Linked DNA regions of Mus musculus: region 1 is linked to region 2. The links are chromatin contacts, called in public promoter capture Hi-C maps. All regions are on one chromosome and are shown on one strand. Each heading gives the region's core, a stretch centred on a gene start, on an enhancer-like site or on the middle of the called end of the contact. The rest is flanking DNA. Distances are from core to core; before and after follow the strand shown. Region 1 overlaps Ergic1 (endoplasmic reticulum-golgi intermediate compartment (ERGIC) 1). Region 2 has its middle 79 kb from the start of Neurl1b.

The links. Capture Hi-C pulls out chosen DNA fragments and counts their contacts.
Region 1: a promoter capture Hi-C map of adipose tissue shows a contact between it and region 2. The contact joins two enhancer-like sites. A contact is called at or near these places in 1 of 484 Hi-C or Micro-C datasets (embryonic retina) and 1 of 9 other capture datasets (adipose tissue).

Annotation. Positions count from the first base shown.
Region 1 is chr17:26,609,272-26,614,377 of GRCm38.p6, forward strand. It overlaps Ergic1 (endoplasmic reticulum-golgi intermediate compartment (ERGIC) 1), which reads left to right. Exons shown (of 10, transcript NM_026170.3): 3 at 5,085-5,106. Among named protein-coding and RNA genes, the nearest start is that of Gm41553, 30 kb to the right of the region's middle. Within about 2 kb of position 2,235, at least 83 of the 459 cell types and tissues checked have an H3K27ac peak or open chromatin away from gene starts, as enhancers often do. A contact at or near this core is called in adipose tissue, where this site is marked.
Region 2 is chr17:26,333,029-26,337,863 of GRCm38.p6, forward strand. No RefSeq gene overlaps it. Among named protein-coding and RNA genes, the nearest start is that of Neurl1b, 79 kb to the right of the region's middle. Within about 2 kb of position 3,238, at least 8 of the 459 cell types and tissues checked have an H3K27ac peak or open chromatin away from gene starts, as enhancers often do. A contact at or near this core is called in adipose tissue, where this site is marked.

The sequences.
Region 1 (5,106 bases), core at 985-3,484, 280 kb after region 2:
CTCATCATCATCAATAATAGCAGTATATTAAATACAAAAATTTTAAAAGTAGCCAGGTAGTGGTGGCCTATGACTTAAATCTCTTTAATCCAGCATTTGGGAGGCAGAGGCAGGTGGATTTCTGAGTTCGAGGCCAGCCTGGTCTACAGAGTGAGTTCCAGGGCATCCAGGGCTACACAGAGAAACCCTGTCCAAAACAAACAAACAAACAAACAGACAGACAGACAACAACAAGCGAACAAAAAAAAGTCCAAGCAAGCAGATCCGAGGTATGGGAGGGAGGCTTGCTTTACCTTCCTGCTTTTGAAATGATTTGAATTGTTAATAATTTTAGCCACTAAAAGAAATCACAAACTCACTCTAACTTAGTTCAATTAGAGGAACTAGGACATCTCAGAAAAGTGGCCATTTGCAACCCCAGGCAAGGAAGAGAGTTTCGCGTCATGTCAGCAGGACAAAAGGACCCAAGGACTCAAACTGGAGCATGACTCTGGTGGACTAGAACCCAAAGAATTAGGGGAAAGGCCTTTGAGCCTGTCATAAATGAACTGGGGAGGAGACGAACTCACTCAAGAACTCTGGTGACCCTGTGAATACCCCTCCCTCCCTCTCCCTCAAGTGTGAGGCGGCTGTAGCAACTCACTTCCACAGAAAAGAGATTAGAAGTGTAAGATGGTAGCTTTCCTGTAGGGAAACCTGCAGATGGCAGCTCGGCTGTGGGAGGGAAGTTGGCACCACCTCGATTGGTCGAGTGGATGAATGAACGCCTGATGTAAGATGTGCCTTGCCACTGAGGGATCTTTCCCACTAAGTTACCACCCTGGCGAATGTGACAGAGCAGCAGGGTCCCAGCCTGGGAGGTCTTCTGCCAGATACCTGGCCTGTATGCTGCTAGAGGAGCAAAGCTGAGGGGAGCGGAGGGAAGAGGGAAGGGTAAATTACAGAAGGGCTCAGGAGGAGGAAACTCAGGGTAGGAGCCAGAATTTGTTCCTGCCTAGAAACAGCCTTTCTGGAAGCTGGTGAAACCTGTGGCCGAGTTAGGAGCATGCAACAGTGTGGATCCCTCCACACTGACAAAGGGTGACCGAGTACCATGGTTACGTCAGATGTGAACAGGGCATCCAGGAGAAGCTGTGCAGGCACTGTCCTGGCTTTGCACTGATTGCTGTTCCACAACAGAAAACACCCCTCACCCCTTCCCCAAATATTTAGAACAAACCAAAGTCACCAGCAAGGAAGTGGGTAGGCTTTGGCTTCACACCTCAGATGCTTGGGGAAGGGAAGTGACTCATCTAAAATGTCACTGCTTACAGGAGGGGCAGTTGGGATTAGGTCTTGGATGCCCCCTGCATGCTTGGTATGGGGCAGAGAGCCTCACAACTGGTCCAGCCTTGCTGTGTGAATGGAGGCCAGGCTGTCAGCCTGGAGTCTACATTCTCAGGTAGATTGGTGACCTTTGGGGATCCCTGCAACTCCAGCTGTCTCTAACGCTCTTTCCAGCTGGGTTTCTTAAAGCAGCAGGCACCTTCTCCCGTTGTGAGGAAAAGATGGCTCTTCCTGGGTATTTGCAGGCTTTCCTGTGAGGAAGAAATGGCTTCATCCTCTTGGTTAGCGCCTATGTGTCCTGGGGCAAGTCCCTCCACCCCCAGCCCCAGGAAAAAAGACTTTCTTAGTCTATGAGAAACGTGGCCCCCTCCGTGCCACCACATAGCAGTCCCCACTCCCTGCAGATCTCTCTCCAGTCGTTACCTAACCTGTTGAACAATCAGGTATTCCAGGAGGTACTGCACATTGTCCTGCTCAGGGACCAGCTGTGCCATGCCCGGCTCCCTTGTCTCTGTTGCTGGACACACCTCTCCCACCTCCACCAACAGCTCTGCCTTCTATCCAGCTATCTCCTGTGGCATCATGGGTGGCCAGCCTGATTCTAGCCTATTGTCACACAAATGTCCTTGTCATGTTTTTGAATCTTCTGTAGTGTCACTATGAGGTAGCTCTCCAGGGCTTAGGGACACTGAGTCAAAGGGGACGTGCATTTGTCACTGTTTAGAAAATTCTGCCTGGAATGCAGCCCTCAGGAATGTGGTTTGATGAGCTTTTCCTTACATGAGGGGAAGATCTGAGGCATGAGAAGCCAGCCCTTAGCTACCATTTAGTACACAAATATTTATTAAGCTGGACCTAGGGCCAGACCCTGTGCCAAGCCGGGACCGTGCTGATGAATGGGCTTCGGTCTTTGTCCTTGAGGCTCAGGCAGCCAAGCCAGGCAGGCCAATTCAGGCCTGCGCCATTGCATTATGCTGTGGGATGGTTGCTATTAATAGCTGAAGGAGACAGCGAAATTCTGGGGCTTGAACGTCAGCCTATGGATTTTGTTTCCTGCCCTACAAGGCTCTTTCGACCTCAGAGGGACTCCTTGACTTTCTCCTGGGATATAAGGGTCTCAAGCTTGACTCCTTCAACTTGGCAACACCTGGCTTCTACTAGCAAGCCTCTGCTGGGGTCACATTCCAACTTCCCAGGGCCTGAGTCTGGAGTCAGAGAGCCTCCAAGCCTTGCCCAAACATGGACTGAAAGCCTTCATCCAGCCTTTGAGAGCTGAAGGTCTTGCTTGGAATACTTCCTCCCTGCTTTCATGGTTTCTCACTCTTTCAGTTATTCAATAAATATTTTTTTTCTGTGCCTTCTCTGAGCCAGCAATGTTAGGCCCTGAGGCCACAGTGGTACCAAGACCTCACCTCTGGTTCCTCTGTCTGAGACAGGAGTCAGGTGCACCCACCATAAGTACGGGTGGGGACAGGGCCATTGGACCCCACTGAGTTATCCTGTTTACCTGCTGGGTTACCCGGGCTTTGTGCCAAGCCTTGCGGAGGGAAGCACACAGATCTCAGAGAAAGGCCTCCCCAATCTCATTCCCCTACTGCAGAGTGGGTAGTTAGGACTTTGGGGTGTATCTGCAGGTGTGAAGCAGTAACAGCAGCCAGAAGACTGTCATTTATTCTAAAGTCAGCAGCAATGAGCCTCAGAAAACCTCCTGTGCCGTACACTCACTGCCGCGTCCGCTGGGGCTGGTGTGGACAGAATGGCACTGAAATGTGGGTCCTGGGTGGCACTGGACAGAAAGGCACAAGGTCCGACTGCAGGAGGCTTCGCCTGCTGCAGGTTCTTCCCCAAGAGGCAGTAACTACCAGTGTAGGCAGGAGAGCAGGAGCCAGGGGCTGGCTTGGTATCTGAGCTTCCCCCAGCTTCATCCCCCAGCTGGAAAGGATATTTGAGCTTAATCTCCATGCCGTGGACAGTACAGACCAAGGCCACTGTCTGGGACCAAACTGTTAACTGTTGCTGAGTATTTGAAGCATGGCTGAAAGGGGGTATCTGTCATGCTGTTATTAATTTAGAACAAAAAGGGCCTTAAAGTATGTATATCTGCATATATATATATATATATATACATATATATATATGTATATGTATATACACTTTTTCTTCTGTTTTGACTTTGAGTGAGAGTCTTGGCTAGCCTGGAACTTGCTGTGTAGTCTAGGCTAGGCTTAAAATTCGGCCAGTCCTTCCCACCTCTGCTCTTGAATTCTAGGCTTATAGATGTGGCCACTAGGCTGGCCAATAAATACTTGTGTGTGTGTGTGTGTGTGTGTGTGTGTGTGTGTGTGTGTGTGTGTATAATATAGTACTTATACTATATTATGTAATTATTAATACATGATGTTTAATAGTTACATGTGCTTATATGCCCAGCTGAAACTTTTTCTTGTTTATAATATGCACACATTCTCTATTTCTCCCCAAAGTAAAGCCTCTAAATGCCATCTCTATACAGCTTCATCAACGTGGGGCAGAGGTTATGAGTATTCCAGTCCCCATCTCTGTAGCTACAGACTCATCAGGCAGTTTGGGGGTATCCCATCTTACCCTTGCAGCCCAGGTTCTCAGGAGTCTTTCTAGGGGCTTAACCATAGAGGATAGGGGGGGTCCCAGTTCCTTGTCGCTCAGCCTGCGTTTCTACCCCAGAGCCACCATCAGGCTGGCACCATGGTGTCATGGTGGGGTAGTTTGTTAATGTACCACCCTGGGCATATAAATAGTAGGTGCTCAAAAATGATTGTCCTTCCTTCCCTGAAGACAGATAGGAAATTAGACAGGCGGCAGACAGACAGATGGACATGGATGGAGATGCTTTTCCACTGTTATCTACAGCCCTGTGTCACAGCAATGCTGCTGTTAGTTCAAAAGAGCAGAAATAGAAATGGAAGTCCATTCCAGTGTGTGGCACACCTCAGCTCGGCCTGGTGCTGTGCTGGCTGTCCCTATGGAGACCGCATGCTGACCAGGAGCAATGGCCCTCTGCCACTGGCCAGCAGCAGGACAGGACCGTGCCTGTCAGTAACCTGGGAAGAGAGGCCAAACTGCCGTATGGTTTCTGGTGAGGGAGCCCACTCTCACCCTGTTGTAAAGCTGACAACTCCCAAGATGGACGCTGGCTACAGACAGAGAGGGCCAGACCTGTGGCAAGCTGTGCCAAGTTCAGTCTTTGGTTCACTAATGTGAGAGAGAAGTCAGGTGGTCACATGGGATCTCCCAGATGTTCAGTGAGAGAAGTCAGGCGGTCACATGGGATCTCCCAGATGTTCAGTGAGAGAAGTCAGGCGGTCACATAGGATCTCCCAGATGTTCAGTGTGGATCTGGGATTCTAGCGTGCACGGCATTCAAGCAGGCAAAGCACCTTGCCCACCAGCATGCAGTCCTCTTCCAGGGCAACCTCTGCATCAAAGAGATCTTGAGGAGTTGAGCAGGGCCCATTGCCTGTGTGAGGAGGCCAGTCTGACCACGGGGCCGGGCCAGTGGCCACTTTCTGGGGAAATCACACTGAGGCCATAAAGTAAGAAGGGATCCCAGTGAGGCAGTGAATAAGAGGGCGCCTTGATGATCTCTGCAGAGGCACCCTCACCCTGTATGTATGCTGGTGCCTCTAAGCAGCTTTCCTCCAGGGTAGCAGGAGGGCAGTGGGGACTGGCCTCCCGTGTGGAGCATCCTGCACCCCTAACACTGTCTGTGTTTCCCACAGTCTCCATCTGCTGCTGCCTCTT
Region 2 (4,835 bases), core at 1,988-4,487:
AAAAGGATCCATTGTCTCGTTTGCGTTTCTATTGCTGTGATAAACAGCACTGTCAAAACCAGAAAGGGTTTGCTTCATCTTACAGCATTATAGTCCATCACCGAGGAAAGCCAAGGCAAGAGCCTGAAGCAGAGACCAAGGAAGGGACACTGCTTACTGACTTGCTCAAAAGTTTGTGTTCGGCTGTCTTTCTTAAATGTCCCAGGCCCAGGATTGGTACCACTCACAGTGGGCTGAGCCTTTCTACATCAGTTAGTAATCAACAAAATGCCCCATAGACATTCCCACAGGCAAATTTGATGGAGACAATTCCTCAGGTGAGGGTCCCATTTCCCAGGTGTGCCAGTTGACAACTAAGGTTAGCTGTCACAGCAATCAAGCTCAGAAAAGACACCATGGATTCCCAATGTGTGGTTGTAACTGTATGACATTCTGGAAAATTCAAAGCTACAGAGTGAAAAGGTGAGTGATATCCAGGGGCAGGGATAGGGATGGAAAATAGAGCAGAGGTTAGTAAGAGAGAGCTTGAAATGGTTCCATCTGATACCACTGCGTGCACACCAATGCACAGCTGTCTACCTAGAGACGTGCTCACCCAGGATAAAGCTTAGTGTCAACCACCTACTGTAATTGATAATGCTTTGTTAATGTAGCCCATTGTACTTGTCACAGGGGTGTGGGCTGCTCACCAGTGGGAAGTGGAGCACCTGTGTTCTTACCACTTTATTTGTTGTGAAACCAACACTGCTCTATCAGGGGAGTTTACCCTCTTTAAAGAAGGAAAAAGTAGGGACACATTTTACAGCATGGTTGAATCTCGAGATCATTGTGTGACATGAAAACAGCCAACCACAATGGTGTGTGTTGACACAAAAAGCTACAGAAAACAGGGAGTGTGGCAGTAGTATTGTGATGGGAGCTGGTGGGGTTCAGGCAGGCAGCAGCTACTGGATGCAGCTTCTTCTTGCTGTCATAAAGATGACATAAAGTAGGTGTGTATTAAAACCTATCATGCTGCATAATGCTTGAGTTGCAAGTTGGTTGAGCTACATCATCGGTACTAGCAAAATGAAAGATAGAGTAGCTAAGAAGGTGGTAAATATTAAGCAACAATAGAAACAATATATTATAGAACCTTAGAACACGGGTGTGGTTAAAATATAGAGCAATTATCAAAAGCAAGGGAGGGAGACTTGGTGTTAACATTGTCTACAGTCTTTCTATTGTTTGGGAGGCCAATGAAGGAAGAGTCAAGCACATTCCTGTAAGACGGCTGTTTGAGTCCCCGTCGGCTGGAAATGGTGGAGTGAACCTATGTTCCAGCCACCCAGGAGGCAAGGCAGGAGAGGATGCGAACCTAGGCCAGCTTGAAAATTCTGTGAGGCCATTTCTCCTTTTTATGCAGGGCTTTAAAAAAGGTCAGTGTTGCCAGGCATGTGCCTGTAGTGCAGTACTTGGAAGGCAGAGGCAGGAGGAATGCTGTAAATTTGAAACCAGCTTAGTCTTGAGAGTGACTTTTAGGCCAGACAGTGATACATAGTAAGACTCTGTCTCAAAACAGAAGTAAGAACAAAGAAAGTCAAGGTATTAGAGAAAAAGAAACAGTTTTGTTAGAGGGAAAAGAAACCCTATAAATCATTATATTAAATTACACTAAAAGCAAATTGATAAAATATTCTATTTAAAGGTTTTAAAACTGTCAAGTTGGGAATAAATACAAAACCTAACCATAATCTATTTATGAGGGTAACTTGGAAAACACAAGAATAGAGAATGGTTGAGATTTTTTTTTTTAATTGAAAGAAAGAGATACCAAGAGGAAACTGCTATTGCTCCATTCATTTCCTGGGAGGTAGAAGAAAAGGATGCCCAAGAGCCTGTGATCTCATTGTGGCAGTGCAGCAGCCTGAAACCACCCACACAGGCTTTAAAGATGTCGTGGACACTCTGTAGCATCTCCATAGGATGCAGATGAATTACTGTAACTGTTCATAGTCCTTTGGATGACCTCACACATGCTGAATGAAAATGCAATGAAACAAGACACAGAAGGATACAAAGTATGACTCCATTCACAAAAGAACCCCAAACCTCAGAATTCATTCTTTAGGCACGGTGAGGGCTTTATACCATGACGTCATCAACAGCGATCCCAAAACCCCAACTCTGTAATTATTCTCCCCCTAGAAGGACCCACTCATCTTCTCTATTCAGTGTTTTTCAAGCAAAACCTCCAGATGACTTTGAGCGGGCTCTATGTCTAAATGGGTCACAGGTCTGCCCACATAAGTGGGGCAGGGAAAGGAAGGAAAAGAACTGCAAAGAGTAAGGGAAAGAAGCCTGATCAACCTCCACAGTTCAAGACTTTATGGACCACACTTTGAAAGGGCAGGAGGTCCCATGAGACAGGGCAATGAAGGCAGGGTTAGGAAGGAACAAACAACGGGTTCCTTACCTGTTCTGGCCTTTACAATGTGCCCCCAACATGCCAGTCCTGGGGGCTTTTCTGGGTCATCCTTTGGGCTGTGGTGGCCACATTCCCTGTAGCATCACAATTACTCCACACCCCAGCTGGCTGGCACATGGCCAGCATGGAGTTGTGGAGTTGCAGCATTAAGGCTGCTTTCCTCAAGTGCCTAGGACAAGGGATCCCCAAGAAAACTGGAGGTACAGGCCTTTAGTCTGTGTCTGTGGTTGGGACAGCTGGGTGTGGGAGTTTAGCAGAACCAGGGCTTCCCCACAGTGGCTTCGGTTCAGGCTTGTCACCCCCTCCCAGTGTACTGGCTGCTCAGCTCAGACCATTTGTCTACTAACATGCATACCACAGCAAGGGCGGAGTTGCTTTGGATGCGTTGTTTGGTCCTTTGATTCTTGCAGAGTAAGGGTAAGTATAGCTGCTGTATAGTGTATCAAAAGGGCACTGGGTTGGCTGATTGCAGTGTAGACTGGAGGATGTTGGTGACCAAGAATCCAGTCAGGTCATCCCCAGGGCATGGCCTGATTAGAACACTACTGTTACTCTGGCTGCCAAGGGGCCCCTGGAAATCTAGACTCTCAACCCCATACCTCTACTGCCCAGCACTCAAGATCCCCAATGTCTCAGCTCTAGTGATGAAATGATTTGGAAGGACATCTGTTTCTCTCTGTCCCTTATTTATCTTGTGTCTCAGATATGGTCCTTTGACAGGCTATGGGATCTGGGAAACATGTCAGCTGGCATCAGTAGACAGATGTGACTCATCACATATTGCAGCAACCATCTCTCCAAGCCTAGGCGAGGGGCAAAGACACTGGCAGACAGCAACCACCATGGCACAATCTCCATTGCTGGGCATTAGGGACAAGAGAAGATCTGGGAACAGCCCTGAGACTAGAAGATGAGATACACAGTCCATTGCAGGGCAGGGCTCACAGTGAGCACAAAGAAGACAGTGGATTCGGCTTTGGGTGCACCTTCTATAAAACAGGAAGACAGGCTGAGCATCCCTCATCCAAAATGCTTGGGATCAGAAGTAGTTCAAATTTCATATTCTCACTCACTTAATGGAGCATATTGGGGAGTGGACCCATGTCCAAACATGCTTCATGTGTACCTTATACAAGCAGCACTGGAGATAATGTTATACACTTTAAAAATAGGTGTGCAGGAAACAAAGCTTTATGGTGTGGGTCTTCCTCTTGCACTTCATGTTTGGAAGCTGTGATGGTTTGTAGATGATTGGCCCAGGGAGTGCCACTATTAGGAAGTGTGACCTTGTTAGAGTAGGTTTGTCACTGTGGGTGTGGGCTTAAGACCCTCATCTTCAATGCCTGGAGGTCAGTCTTCCACGAGCAGCCTTCAGATGAAGATGTGGAACTCTCAGCTCCTCTGGCACCGTGCCTGCCTGGATGCTGCCGTGTTCCTGCTTTGATGATAATGAACTGAGCCTCTGAACCTGTAAGTCAGACCCAATTAAATGTTGTCCTTCTAAGACTTGCCTTGGTCATGGTGTCTGTTCACAGCAGTAAAACCCTAATTAAGACAGAAGTATTTTCAATTCCCGGTTCCCAATTAGAACTCAATCTTCGTGGTTTCCTATGGTGGTCTGTGTCTTAGGGTTGTCATGGCTGTGATGAAGCACCATGACCAAAGCAACTTGTGTTTATTTGTCTTACATATCCTGAGTCACAGTCCGTTGAGAGAAGCCACGGTAGGAACTGAAACACAAGAGGAGCCTGGAGGCAGGAGCTGATGCAGAGACCATGGATAGCTAGCTTATTCCTCACGGTTTGCTCAGCCTGCTTTCTTATATTGCTGAGGACCACCAGCCCAGGGGTGGCACCATTCACCATTGTCTGGGCCCTCCACATCAATCACTAATTGAGAAAATACCCTACAGGCCTTCCTATAGCTCAGTTTTATGGAGGCATTTTCTCAATTGAGGTTCCTCTTCTTAGATGATTCTAGGTTGTACCAAATTGATACAAAACTGATCAAGCGCCGGCCTTGGCACTGAAGAGGCTTTTGTACACAGCTACCATGCTGCTACTCCCAAAGAAGAGCGGCAGAGTTCATTCTATACCTTGACAAAGCCAGAACAATTATTTGGGGATTAAACCTTAGGCTCTGGAGCCAGATCACTGAGCCCCAAACCTATTTCTGCTACAAAGTGCCACAGACCACCCCAGTAGGGTGTGGGGTTACCAAAATAACTGAATAATTCTTCATTGAAATGGGATCAACACAGTTAGTTAGACTACATTTGGAACAGCTGACCTGATGAGATCGTTTTACTTTAATAATTTTTAAATCTGAGGACTGGCCAGCGAGCATACCATAAGGATAGTTTAGGCAA